2 separate regions of the Macaca mulatta genome follow, and region 2 is linked to region 1. Evidence: chromatin contacts called from public Hi-C data. All regions are on one chromosome and are shown on one strand. Each heading gives the region's core, a stretch centred on a gene start, on an enhancer-like site or on the middle of the called end of the contact. The rest is flanking DNA. Distances are from core to core; before and after follow the strand shown. Region 1 holds the start of ZNRF1 (zinc and ring finger 1). Region 2 holds the start of LDHD (lactate dehydrogenase D).

Region 1 (7,178 bases), core at 2,409-4,908:
CATTTTCCATTCTCCCCTCCCTGAAGCCATGGCAATCACTAATCTTTCTGTCTCCATGGATTTGCCTATTCTGGACATTTCATATAAGTGAAATCATACAATATATGGTCTTTTATGGCTGGCTTCCATATAGATCAATAAGTATTGATCAATATAGATCAATAAGTATTGGTGGGGTGCCGTGACTTAAGCCTGTAATGTGATTTTACAAGATTCATCCATGTTGTAGTATGAATCAGTACTTTATTCCTTTTTATGGCTGAATACTATTTCATTGTATAGATACACCACCTTTGGTTTACCTCTTTATCAACTGATGGGCATTTGGGTTGTTTCCACCTTTTGGCTCTTTTGAATAATGCTGCTATGAACATTTATGTACACATTTTTCTGTAGACATATGTTTTGCTTTCTCTCGGAACTATACCTAGGTAGGAGTGGAATTGCTGGGTCGTGTAACTCCATATTTAATCTTTTTGAGGAACTGATAGACTATTTTCCAAAGCAGCTGCACCATTTTACATTTCCACCAGCAAGGTACAAGGGTTCCAATTTTTCCACCTCTCATCAATACTTACTATTGCCCTTCTCTTTGATTATAGCCATTCAAGTGGGTGTGAAATGTTTCTTCTGAAGTTCTATGAGAACAGGGACTCCATCTGTCTGGTTCAGCACTGTATCCCACAACCTACTACAGTGCCTGGAATTTATTACATACTAAATATTTTGTTAAATACACTAAAAAACTGTTGAGTGAATGGATAAATCAAAAGCTATTTGGATAGTTACAATGGGTATCATGTATTTATCTCTCTAATAGGGATCTTCCAAGGGGTCTAATACCTTTTCTTTTGTTGTTAGTATAGTACTGAACCACTCTTCTGATACCATAGTCTTTCTTCTACAAGCAAATTGGATTAAATTTAAGCTTTCTTGTTTTGCCTCTTTAGGTATACACATACTCATATAGGCACCTACAGATAATTTATTAGATGTTGGCACATTTTGTTTCTTCCTATTTTTATTTCTCTAGCAAACAACTCTTACTTCTTTTTTTTTTTTTTTTGAGACGGAGTCTCACTTTGTGGTCCAGGCTGGAGTACAGTGGCCGGATCTCAGCTCACTGCAAGCTCCGCCTCCTGGGTTTACGCCATTCTCCTGCCTCAGCCTCCCGAGTAGCTGGGACTACAGGCACCTGCCACCTCGCCCGGCTAGTTTTTTGTATTTTTTAGTAGAGACGGGGTTTCACCATGTTAGCCAGGATGGTCTCGATCTCCTGACCTCGTGATCTGCCCGTCTCAGCCTCCCAAAGTGCTGGGATTACAGGCTTGAGCCACCGCGCCCGGCCAACAACTCTTACTTCTATAAGGCTGTTTGCTCACCTCCAGGTATTTCGTGCTTGCAAATAGCTTTCCTCCTGTTTCCAGGCTGGCGACACTGGAACAATCAATATCTGTGACAGGCTAGCCTTGCTCTTTTGGTTTTCTTTTAATATTTCTCTACACCCTGTTTTGGCCCCCCAGTTTAGAAGTATCTGGGGTCATTTAATAGGTAGAAGTCAGTTAAGCCAGGGACTGTGTGATCCTCACAGCCAGCACCTAGCACTTGATAAACAGTTGTTTAGCTGTCACAGTGGCTCATGATGTAATCCCAGCACTTTGTGAGGCTGAAGTGGGAGGACTGCTTGAGGCCAGGAGTTCCGGCCTGGGCAACATAGGGAAACTCCCATCTCTACTATATATTAATGTATGTACGTATATATATTTTTTGAGACAGTCTCTTTCTGTTGCCCAGTCTGGAGTGCAGTGATGTGATGTCAGTTCATTGTAACCTCTGCCTCCCGGGTTCGAGCCATTTTTCTGCCTCAGCTACCCAAGTACCTGGGACCATAGGCGTGAGCTACCACACCTGGCTAATGTATTTATTTTCTATTTTTAGTTTTTTAGTAGAAACAGGGTTTCACCATGTTGGCCAGGCTGGTCTCAAACTCCTGACCCCAGGTGATCCCCCCCGCCCCCCGCCCCACTCCGTCTCCTAGAGTGCTGGGATTACAAGCGAGTCACCATGTCCTGGCCTGATTTTCAAATTTTTAACAGACTTTTACTCAGGAGGCTGAGGCAGGAGAATTGCTTGAACCTGGAAGGCGGAGGTTGTCCAGCCTGGGCTACAGAGCAAGACTCCATCTCAAAAAAAAAAAAAGAAAGAAAGAAAGAAAGGAAAAGAAAAACAGGCCAGGTGTGGTGGCTCACGCCTGTAATTCTAACACTTCGGGAGGCCAAGGCGGGCGGATTACCTGAGGTCAGGAGTTCAAGACCAGCCTGGCCAATATGGTGAAACCCTGTCTCTACTAAAAATACAAAAAATTAGCCGGGTGCAGTGACACGCGCCTGTAATCCCAGCTACTCAGGAGGCTGAGGCAGGAGAATCGCTTGAACCTGGGAGGCGGAGGTTGCGATGAGCCGAGATTAGGCCACTCCACTCCAGCCTGGGTGACAGAGTGAGATTACGTCTCAAAAAAAAAAAAAAAAAAAAGAAAAAAAAAGAAAGAAAAAAAAGAAAAAGAAAAACAATTGTTCGCTGAATGAATGTGAATATAGGAGAGAAAGACGGACTGAGGTATCAAAGGAACCCTCCCTTGCAAAATGATGCAGGCTTGGTCAACAATACACCTATTGAGTACCCACCGTGTCCTTGGCCGTGGTGTAGGCCGAAACACAGAACATGGTAAACAAAACAGGGCTCCAACCTTGGACAGAAGGTTTCTATAATCACTTCTAGCTACGTAGTTCTATTTCCATATCCATATCTATTCACATTTTATGGTACCTCTATTGGTTCTGAAAATTACATTTTAGCTAAGGAATCTACTCATTTGCTTAAGCCCAAAATAGGAAGTTCTGACCTAGTGTCAGCAACACTCCGGATTCACAAGTGTCCCCATGGCGCTGTTTACCCCCAAATAGCTAAACCCCGCCAAATGTTGAGATTCCGGACCTGAGGGGTGCTTGGATGGGGAACCCCCGAAAGAATGGACATCACGTCCACCAGAGGGTGCTGTGGGGGCAAATTTGTGCCAGGAGGGGAGCTCGACTGGTGACCCTCAGAGCCAGGTAGGCGTAAGGAGTAAATCTCCTTCTTCCCGGTGTTTCCTTCCCACCCCCTCGAACCATTGCTGCCCCTCCCCCATACGTGGTTCCCCCTGAATAATTTGCCATTTTCGGGGACTTAAGAAGTGTTTGCTTTTCAAAGACATCTGGTTTCTGTGGCTAACGCCCAGTGGCTCAGGCCGCCCAGGTCACAGGCCGGCCGGGGGCGGGCGGTGGGTGGGGACTGCTGGGGCGTCAGCTGCCCGGGCGCCGCAGGGGCCGCGAAAGGGTTAACCCGACGGGGGGAGGGGGAGGGGGCGCAGGCCGCGCCTGCGCTCTGCCGCCCTCCATTGTCTCCACGGCGGCCAGGAGCGCCGGCAAGCGCTGCCCGGGACCGAGCGGGGTGGCGCGGCTGGCGGGGCCGGCGGCGACTGAAGCGAGAGCGCGACACGACGCGACCGCGGCTTCCCGAGCTGCGCCTGGCCGCCCAGCGCCGCGGCCCGCCCGAGGCCTGGAGAGGTCCGGGCCGCCGTCCATGGTCGCGGCGTCCTGAGGCGGGGGACGCGCCTGGCGCCCCCGGTCCTCCTCCTCCTCCCGCGGGGCGGGCGGCCTCCTCCGGCGCCTCCCCGCGCCCGCCTGCCTCTCGCCGCCGCCTCCCTCCCTCCTTCCCTGCGGCTCCCCCGGCTTTCGGAGCCCGGGGGCGGCCTGTGGCGCGCGGAGCCCGCGCCGGACTGCGCCTCTTTGGACCTTGAGGGGAAACATGCGTTTGGCTTGGATCGTTTGAAATTCTGAGTTTGGGATCCCCGCCCGCCCGCCTGCCTCTTCCGCCCCGCGGGTTTTTTCCTTTTTTCTTTTGCTTTTTTCTTTTCTCCCTTCGGGTCTCCTTTTTGACTCCCTCCCTCTTTATGCTCGCCCAGCCCTCCCCCCGCTGCTGAGAAGTGGGGGAGGGTCTCGGCCTCCAGGTTCCCGCCCCACCGGGGCCCGGGCGAGCATGGGGGGCAAGCAGAGCACGGCGACCCGCTCCCGGGGCCCCTTCCCGGGGGTCTCCACCGATGACAGCGCCGTGCCGCCGCCGGGAGGGGCGCCCCATTTCGGGCACTACCGGACGGGCGGCGGGGCCATGGGGCTGCGCAGCCGCTCGGTCAGCTCGGTGGCAGGCATGGGCATGGACCCCAGCACAGCAGGGGGGGTGCCCTTTGGCCTCTACACCCCCGCCTCCCGGGGCACCGGCGACTCTGAGAGGGCGCCCGGCGGCGGAGGGTCCGCGTCCGACTCCACCTATGCCCATGGCAATGGTTACCAGGAGACGGGCGGCAGTCACCATAGAGACGGGATGCTGTACCTGGGCTCCCGAGCCTCGCTGGCGGATGCTCTACCTCTGCACATCGCACCCAGGTGGTTCAGCTCGCACAGTGGTGAGTCCACGGTGGTGGAGGCCTCGGAGGGAGGGCGCGCCGGGGCGCCCCAAGCCTTCGCGCGCGTGCCAAGGTTTGGGAATATAGTGCACGACCGGGATCTGTCTGCCTTCCCTTTGGTTCCCGATGCCAAGGGATGAATGGGATACCTACCCTCTGGGAACTAGGCTTTCTGCAAGGTTGCGGAGCCTGGCGATGTAGGACTCCCGGCGTGTGTTCACTTGTGGAAGGGCAGAGCGAAGCCTACCTATTGGAGTCCCATTTATTGGCATCTCCCTCCTCAGAGAAGCGGTCTTCTCTGGCTGAGAGCAAGTCAGCCTGGGTGCTTCCATTCTGCCACTGCAGCACTGTGCCTGCCTCACCAGTAACGGAGAGATGGAGCCAGTTGGAGCAAGCAGTGTCTCCAAAACAGAGAGTATGAAAATGAAATAAAATTAGGGGCGAGTGATGCCTGGATTAGGGCTCTCACTCTTGCTGGGAGAGAGAGGTGCCCAGTTGTGCCACCCTGCTGGAGATCTGTTTGAAATGTTTAAAATGGAGCAGCCGGCAGGCGGCTGGCATAGACAGGTGTGGCTGCTGTACGGAGGGCCCAGCCGGCGAGTCTCGCGGGGGCTTTGCAGGACCAGGGCTCTGGTCACCCGTACTGCATGCAGCAGACTTGGCTCCACGACTCTCACCTCCCTCCATCTTTTTTCTTCTGCTCCATGCTAAGTGCTTGGTCTTCCCGTGAATCTGCATCTTTTTGTAACAGGGAGCCTGTCAAGGTGGGGCATTATTGCCTGACTGTTGGCACATGACTGGGGGAAAGGAGGATTCAGAGAATCTGGATGAATTCATTTTATGAACTTCTGGTGACAGGCCAGCAAAAGGTTGGAGGGGGATTTCCCAGGCTCCTACTGGGAGGGCTAAAAAGGCCTGGCAGGAGGAAAACAGGTCTGTCTGCTAGGTCAGGCTTCTAGAAAATTGGCCAAAAGGTGTGTGGGGCCGCTGTTTGCTAATTGGCAAGTTGAGTGAATAAGTTACATCTTAAGTTTCTTTTGGGTGAGTTGGGAAAATTTAGATATTGTGTAGGGGAAAGATTGCTCCTGCCTTTAGGGTACTTTATGGAGGGTAATATCTCGTGGATCACTGTTTTACCTACTGTGAAATAGAGTTGACTTTTGGGGTATCGCTTTCCCCCTCCCTGCAAATATCCTGGGGTTTGTTTTCATTTGGTTCGGTTTTTTGTCAATTCTATAAACTATGTGAAATAGAGTTGGGGGACGAACTGTTAGTGACTAATTTAGGGTAACCCTTAGAAGTAGCTTGTGAATTGTTAGGATGATATTTTAATCTCTGAACAGACCTCCGGATATCATTGGAGCTTTTCTGACCTCATCGAACTCTGACCTGAATGAGATGCAAAACATGATTGCCTTTGGCTCTTTCAGGCATTTGATCAAAATTAGGCATTTTGAAATTAATAATCTTTCCTATGAAATTTAGTTCAGAGAGTTAGCCATATTTTTGAGATGACTGGTTAGGTGTTTAAAAGAACTGTAATGAGCATCTGGTTTTGAACTTAAAAGCACTATACGAAGTTTCTCTAAAATCACAGAATTTTGTGTGTTGAAAAACATGAGATATGTAGGGAGGAAGAAAGGGAGTTTTTTTTTTTTTTTTTTTTTCTGAAATTTCTTCAGTCTGTCTCTTACTAAAAATTTATTTATTATGCTACTGCCAGGTTCCATGCTAAAGTTATGAGCTTATAATTGGATTCCAGAATTTCAGTCCTAAGCTGTGAAAGCTTATTTTTTTTCATCCTGTTATGGTGAGAGTAGGGAGAGCCACTGAACTGTGGGGACAGGAAAGTTGGAGCACATTAATCCTTTGGGGAAGGGTGTCAAAAGCGTGTATGGGAGGCTGCTATTAATATTGTAGGTAATCTGTTCCTTACTGTGTAGGACCATCATGTCCTTCTGCAAGACATTGAGCATGCCTGGCCCCACCTACTAAATGCTGATAGCATCCAGCAGTTCAGTGTGTCACCCCAAAATGTCCCCAAGAACTCCCAAATGCCCTCTGGGGTGTGGGTGGTATCACTCTGGTTGAGAACCACTGCTTTAGGGATTTATTCTTTTATTTACATAAAGTCATTAACTTTTCCTGTGCAGTTCATTTGAGATGAACCTTCGTGTGCAGCATCGGTTCCATCTCACCTGAAACAGACCATGGGATCTTCCAGGACATGTTTCCTCTGTTGCTCATTGCTGCAAGAAGCAAAACTTGTTTCTGCTTTGGAGCCTTTGAGTAAGGTCTAAGCGGCTTTTGCTGTTGTGTTGTAAGATTAGAAGGGTAAAGATTTTGGTGCACAATTGATTAGATGCCTGGAAGTTGATATGATGCGTTTCCTTGTGTTTTCAAGGTGCTCTTGCAACTCTTCATGGGTACAGAAAACAGTTGTCAGTGAAATACATGGGGGAGTTCAGTGTATCCGAGGCCATCTCAGAGAGCGTGGGCTCAGGCTGAGTCTAGAGGTAGAATACGGAAGAGCCCTGGTCCCAGCTCCTCCTCTGAGCAGCTGTGACCTTGGGCAAGATATATCCCCTCTCTGGAGCCTCATCTTTGTCGTTTTTAAGATAGTTGTGGTCATCCTCATGAGCTCCAGCCTTGCTCCGCAAATCCCGGGAGAGGAAGC
Region 2 (7,178 bases), core at 2,529-5,028, 120 kb after region 1:
GGGGCACTGGGCTTCAGCTCTTGGCCTCGCACAAGGAAATAATCCTGCTCTTCTCTAGGCCTCAGCCCTCACCTCCCCCCAGCACAACACAGGAGACAAATGGCCCAGGCGTGCTTGCCACACCTCCCGGTAGAGGCTGTTCCCACTCCCCTGTGGCTCCCACCGCCAAGCTCCAGGCTGCTAAGCCTTTGCACAGCTGCCTGGAGCCCAGATTCCCCTTCCCCAGGTTAGGCTAACATCCCCCTCTCTATCATCTCTTCCTCCACGAAGCCTTCCTTCCGTTTACAACTCCCAAGAGCACTACACCGTTCCCACGACCTGGCTCACAGGAAGGGCTTTTGAGGGCTTAGCAGACAACTGTGCTTTCCCTGTAGACAGTATCTGAACAGCTGGGTGGGGCGACCTGCAGCCCCCGGTTCTAGCACCTGCTCAGCCAGGCCCAGCCCCCTTGTTGAGGCTCGGACTGTTGCTCTGTGCAGTAGAGTGGTGGGCTGAGGAAAGGGTTTGTGGGCTGAGCTGTGGGCCCCATCTGCACCCCAGTCCCAGCTCACCTTGCAGCCTGGCCGCATGGCCAGGGCTGCGTACCAGGCATTGTGCCGTGCTGTCCAAAGCTGGCTGCGCTCCTCGGCCGCCTTGGCCCAGGAGAAGTCAGAGGCTCCGTTCTGCTGGACTATCTCCTCTGCAGTTGGGGTAGGGAGGCTGACACCCGGCTGTCGCTGAGGCAGCCCACCCTGCTGCCCCACTCCACCCCAGCATACCTGTGCGTTGCAGCTGCTCCTCCAGTGCCTGCTGGGAGCCATGGAACTCCAGGAAGAGTGTGGGTGCCACTGAGCAGTTCAGCTTGCTGTACCTGTTGCAGGCATCCATCATGACTTCATCCAGGAACTCTGGATCCAGGGAGAGGGCAGGCCAGGTGAGTCCTGGCCTTCCCAGGGGGCCTCTTCCAGGGAGCCCACCCTGACTGCCCCGTCCTCAGCTCACCAATGCGGGCTACGGGCACTGCAGCCTGGAGGATGTGTACAGTGCTGTCCACAGCAGCCTGGACACTGGGGAACGCACACGTGGCGGCCACTATGGCCTCAGGGACAGGGTGCAGGCGCAGGGTGGTGGCTGTGATGAGGCCCAGCGTCCCCTCAGAGCCCACGAACAGCCCAGTGAGGTTGTAGCCGGCTGCACTCTTCCTAGGTCCCAGGGACACGCAAGGTGAGTACCAGGCTGTGTGATGAGGGATTTCTGACCAGAAGCCCAAGCTGGAACCCAGGACACCGACCCCAGGCACTGAGGTCTGGGCTGGCCTCCCTCGGGCCCAGATTCCCTGGCCCAATTCTTTCTGCTCCACAAAGCAAATCGGCCTCACGCAGGGAGAGCAAACCCTGTTCCCATCCACTTTGGCCCAAGTGACAGGGCTTCAGAGCCTGGGGAAGCCTAGCCTGCCAAACCAGGAGGCCGGCAGGAGGTGTCTTTCACAGCCCGGGCAGCCCCCCAGCAGTGCCCAGGGCCAGGGCCCCCGCAGAGGGCACTCACCGGAAATGCCGGCCTTGGCCCGCCGTGTGCAGCAGCCGCCCGTCGGGCAGCACCACCTCCAGGTTGAGCACGTTGTCCCGCATGGTGCCGTAGCGGACCGCGTTGGTGCCCGACGCCCCGGTGGCCGCCATGCCACAGAGAGAGGCGTCCGCACCTGGGTCTGGAGGGCGGCGTACAGGAGAAGGCAGCCTCAGAACGGGAGGTCCTTTCCCTCGGGCTGGGGGAGGAAGGTCCCCTGAGCCCCAGACACAACCCTGCTCCCAACGTGCCCTCAGGGCCCCAGGAAAGGTTCGCGAGTCCTACCCACGGGAAACCAGAGGCCGCTATCCCGCAGGTGGAGGTTGAGAGCTTTGCGGGTGACGCCCGGCTCCACCACCACGGAGAAGTCCTCCAGGTTCAGCTCCAGGATTCGGTCCATATGCGTCAGGTTAATGCAGACGCCGCCCTGGTGGGAGCGGGTGCTGAGACCACTGCATATCTAGGTCTCTGACCTGGCCACGTCCCCGGGTCACAGCCCGCGGGTGTCCCCCCAGCAGCCAGGCCAGACCCCCAGAAGCGGGCAGCCCGCGGGCGGGCGCAGACCCAAGGAGCTGTGTGCGGCGGGGGAGGCAGCCACAGGTGTGCCAAGGTGGGGGACCAGCCCCGAGGCGGGCAGGGGAGCCACACGGTACCTGCACAGCGCAGACGCCACCCTCAAGCCCGGTGCCGGTGCCGAATGGGATAATGGGCACACCTTGGCGGTAGCACAGGGCTGCCAGCCGGCTGACCTGCTCCACGTTCTGGGGCCACACCACAGCATCGGGAGGTTCGCACCTAGAACCAGACCCTCAGTGATTTACGGGGGCGTGGCACCCTCTGGTCCCGAGGTGTTGCAGGGCCTGAGGCTACAGCGAACGAGGGGCAGAAAACATGCCAGAGCACCCCAAAACAGGTGAGTGAGGGGGAACGCAATCCAGGACCCTCGCTCTCAGCTGGGGTTGAATCCAGAAGATGGGAGGGGTCTGCGAGCCCTCCCATACCTGTGCACCGACTCATCGCGCCCGTGCTGCTCTCGGACCACCGTGGCAGTGGACACGTGGGAGCCGCCCACCACGGCCTTCAGAGCCTCTACGAAGTCCCTGCAGAGCTCGCCCTGCAGGGGAGAAACACACTGCCAGGGTCCCCCGAAAGACACCTGGGGCCACAGCCCTGCCCCAGTGTCAGCGTGGAGGGCTGGGGGCTGGAGTGAGCTTCCCCTGCCGACCCCCGGCTGACAACATCCTTGCCAGGTAGGCCCTCTTTAAACAAACCCACTCTCCAGAAATGCCTCTTTTCCAAACACAGCCATTGGGGTCAAAGTTGCCCCTCAGAAAAAAAACGCTACCAGAATTTTTTTTAATGTTTTCTTTTTTAATAAAAACAGGGTCTTACTATGTTGCCCAGGATGATTTCAAACTCCTGGGCTCAAGCGATCCACCTGCCTCGGCCTCCCAAAGCGCTGGGGTTACAGGCATGAGCCAAGGCGCCCGGCCATCCAAATACAAAACCAGAATTCGCTCTCCAAAAAGGCTATCAGCAGTGTTCCTTCAATAGCCAGCCCAGCCTGAGCCAACTGAAAAGGTCCCTCACTTCCTCCTTTCTCCAGGGCCAACCAAGCACCACCCCCGCCACAGGCGACTCAGAGCTTGATAAGGGAATGACAGGGAGGAAAAGCTTTCACTGCCCCCTCCCCACTCTGCCCTGGCTGGGGCTTCTGGAGCCCTTCATGGGGGGCTGGGGAGGGGAGCAGTTTCTTCCCATTTTACAGATGAGAAATGGAGGCCAAGTTAAGGACAGAGCCTGGCCTGGAACCTAGATCCTTTCCTCCAGGGCCTTCTTCCACAGGTGTGTTTTATTCCAGAGCCACCCAGGGGCATCCATTTGACTCCCCCAGCCCCACTCATGGTAGCAGTGGGGACTCAGCTGATCTCTACACTCACTCTACACCCACACTTGCCACAGGGTAAGCCCAGTGCCCTTTTGCCCAAGGTCAGGTCACTTGGTGCTGGGGCATCACAGAGCCCAGGAAACTTGGGATCAGAACCCCCTGTTCCCCGCTCCCCACCTCATCCCTCCAGGGGACTTCTCTTCTCTCCCGGTACCTTTGCCTTCTGGGAGCAGTAGCCCCTCCAGGGGAACAGCCCCCAGGTTGCAGCCCGGAGCAGTCGGGCCATAGCCAGGCACCTGCCAGAGGGTGTGAGCGCTGGGTGGCAGGGTGACCAGTCAGCTACTGTGGCAGCAGCTGCGGCTGCTGTCAGCCCATTGGCTAGGCCGGGGGTGGGGCCTGCTTAAGGTGGCATGGGCTTTAAGGTGGCCCTTGCAGATCTTGCAGACATTTTCGTGGGCGCCAGGGATGACACTTCTAAAGGAGAAGTGAGGTTCACTGGACGTTTAGGGAAACTGTAAGGCAAAAATAAAATTCTAAGCCTCCCAACCGACCGAATGGACTTTCGTCTCAGCCAAGGGCATTCCAAAGTAAACCTGAAAAATTAATTCAGGCTGTGATGGGAAGGGGTTTAGGACATGCCTCATTATCCCCCTCCTCCCTTTAGAATTCAGACACAACTGACTAGCATTAACACTAAAACAGAGATCTTAAGGCATTCTGATCTTCAGACACAAAACACTCTTTGTAGCAATAAGATACCAGATTCCAACCTGACTCTAGCATCACCTGACAGATAGCAGGCCCTGAAAGAAATTGATGTCTTTTACCCCCAATATCTATTCCTTTGGTATTTTTAAAAATAGCTCCAAAAAGCTGTCTTTTGTGGGGAAAATCTAGAATCTGTAGAGAAGCCCCTCCCCCTGCCAGGAATTTTTTTTTTTTTTTTTTTTGATGGAGTCTCACTCTGTTGCCCAGGCTGGAGTGCAGTGACGTGCGGCAACCTCCAGCCCCTGGGTTCAAGCAATTCTCCTGCCTCAGCCTCCCAAGTAGCTGGGATTACAGGTGCCTGCCACTGTGCCCAGATAATTTTTGTATTTTTAGTAGAGATGGGGTTTCACCATCTTGGCCAGGCTGGTCTTGAACTCCTGACCTCGTGATCCACCTGCCTCGGCCTCCCAAAGTGCTGAGATTACAGACATGAGCCACTGAGCGCCCAGCCTCTTTCCAGGTTTTATCCTGATCTAAGGGAGATTTAACTAAGAGTCTGGCACCTTTTAAGGCCTTAGACATTTACCATCTATGTTACATAATAAGAACCTTGGGCCGGGCGCGGTGGCTCACATCTGTAATGCCAGCACTTTCAGAGACCAAAGTGGAAGGATCACGAGGTCAAGTGATAGAGACCATCTTGGCCAACATTGTGAAACCCCATCTCTACTAAAAATACAAAAATTAGCTGGGCATGGTGGTACACGCCTGTAATCCCAGCTACTTGGGAGGCTGAGGCAGGGGAATCGCTTGAACCTAGGAGGCGGAGGTTGCGGTGAGCCGAGATGGTGCCACAGCACTCCAGCCTGGTGACAGAGTGAGACTCCGCCTCAAAAAAAAAAAGAACCTTGGTCTCCACAACTCCTTATCTTAACCCAGATGCTTCTTTCTATTGATTCCAGGTTGTCTTTTTAAAATTTTTTAATTAAAAAAATTTTTTTGTTGTATACCAAGATTCCAAGTCTTTGGATAATAATTCTTTTTTTTTTTTTTCTTTTTTTTTTTTGAGACGGAGTCTCACTGTGTCACCCAGGCTGGAGTGCAGTGGCCGGATCTCAGCTCACTGCAAGCTCCGCCTCCTGGGTTCCCACCATTCTCGTGCCTCAGCCTCCCGAGTAGCTGGGACTACAGGCGCCCGCCACCTTGCCCGGCTAGTTTTTTGTATTTTTTAGTAGAGACGGGGTTTCACTGTGTTAGCCAGGATGGTCTCGATCTCCTGACCTCGTGATCCGCTCGTCTTGGCCTCCCAAAGTGCTGGGATTACAGGCTTGATGGATAATAATTCTTTCAACCAATTGAAAATCAGAAAAAAAATTTTTTTTTTTTTTTTGAGACAGAGTCTCACTCTGTTGCTCAGGCAGTGGCATGATCTCAGCTCACTACAACCTCCATCTCCTGGGTTCAAGTTGTTCTCATGCCTCAGCCTCCCAAGTAGCTGGGATTACAGGTATGTCACCATGCCCAGCTAATTTTTGTATTTTTAGTAGAGACAGGGTTTCACCATGTTGGTCCAGGCTGGTCTCGAACTCCTGACCTCAAGTGATCCACCCGCCTTGGCTCCCCAAAGTGCTGGGACTACAGGTATGAACCGTGCCCAGCGCCAATCAGAAAAGTCTTTGAATTCACCTATGATCTGTAAGCTCCTCCCTCCATCGGAAGGAACCAACGCATACCTTGCTCATATTGATTAGTGTCTGATGTCTCCCTAAACTGTATAAAAGCAACTATAACTCGACTCTCTTGGATACATGTTCTCAGGACCTTCAGGGAATGTGTCACAGGTCATGGTCTTCATGTTAGTGGTGGCAAATCCATACAGGTCTACAGAAACCTCAATGCTTGCCTTGTCAGAAGAAAGAATTCTACTGAAGAGTTCTGAAACGAAAATATCTTGAGCCCCCAAAATTACTAAGCTAAAGGGAAAAGTCAAGCTGGGAACTGCTCAAGGCAAACCTGCCTCCCATTCTTTCAAAGTCACCCCTCTGATCACTCAGCTAAATGCATATCTGACTGCCTCCTTTGGAGAGACTAATCAGAAACTCAAAAGAATGCAAACATTTGTCTCCTATCTACCTATGACCGGGAAGCCCCCTCCCCGTCTTTCCAGACCCAAACAATATTCATCTTACATATGTTGATTGATGTCTCATGTCTCCTCAAAATGTATAAAACTAAACTTTGCTGGCCGGGTGCCGTGGCTCATGCCTGTAATCCTAGCACTTTGGGAGGCCTGGGTGGGCAGATCACGAGGTCAGGAGATCGAGACCATCCTGGCTAACATGGCGAAACCCCGTCTCTACTAAAAATACAAAAAATTAGCCGGGCGTGGTGGCGGGCACCTGTGGTCCCAGCTACTTGGTAGGCTGAGGCAAGAGAATGGCATGAACACGGGAGGCAGAGCTTGCAGTGAGGCCAGATCACACCACTGCACTCCAGCCTGGGTGAAAGAGCGAGACTCCATCTCAAAAAAAAAAAAAAAACTAAACTGTGGTCTGACCACCTTGGGGACATGTCATTGGGGTCTCCTGAGGCTTTATCACAACATCAACATTGGCAAAATAAACTTTCTAAATTAACTGAGACCTTTGTCAGATTTTGGGGGTTCATATTTTGGTAACCACGGAAGAATTCTGACTGGAGACGCCCCTATCAGTGCTTGGTACCAGCTTGAGCTATCTTTATGGCTCAAACCAGTAAGACAACTTGCTGAGACCCGGAAGCACCCCCTCCAGAGAATACCTTATCTCTCAAAATCTGGTCAAGATCTAAAGTTCATTTTACAGTACAACTCCTTTTTTTTTTTTTTCCCTTTGGGGTTTTACTTGCTTCTAACACAAGGAAGGCAAGTTTTTCCTGCTTCCATGACGATGGAAGGCAGGTAACTCCTTTATGGTGTTTGAGCTTGCATCTAACAGGGAAGATGAGGTTTTTTCCCTGCTTCTAGGACGGTAGAGAGCAGTCTTCAGCCTGAAAGCCATCC

What was found. A called contact is a pair of places that touch in the nucleus more often than the background predicts.
Region 2: a contact with region 1 is called in a Hi-C map of fetal cortex germinal zone, with 2.1 times the contacts expected there. The contact joins the promoter of LDHD here to the promoter of ZNRF1 in region 1. A contact is called at or near these places in 7 of 14 Hi-C or Micro-C datasets (CD4 T cells, blood, cortical neurons and 4 more).

The regions. Positions count from the first base shown.
Region 1 is chr20:70,320,466-70,327,643 of T2T-MMU8v2.0, forward strand. It overlaps ZNRF1 (zinc and ring finger 1), which reads left to right and starts at 3,659. Exons shown (of 5, transcript NM_001194453.2): 1 at 3,659-4,501. The coding sequence starts at 4,078.
Region 2 is chr20:70,437,097-70,444,274 of T2T-MMU8v2.0, forward strand. LDHD (lactate dehydrogenase D) reads right to left here and starts at 3,779. Exons shown (of 10, transcript XM_077984702.1): 1 at 3,645-3,779; 2 at 2,544-2,656; 3 at 2,196-2,337; 4 at 1,828-1,969; 5 at 1,525-1,684; 6 at 982-1,181; 7 at 759-887; 8 at 552-679. The coding sequence starts at 3,716.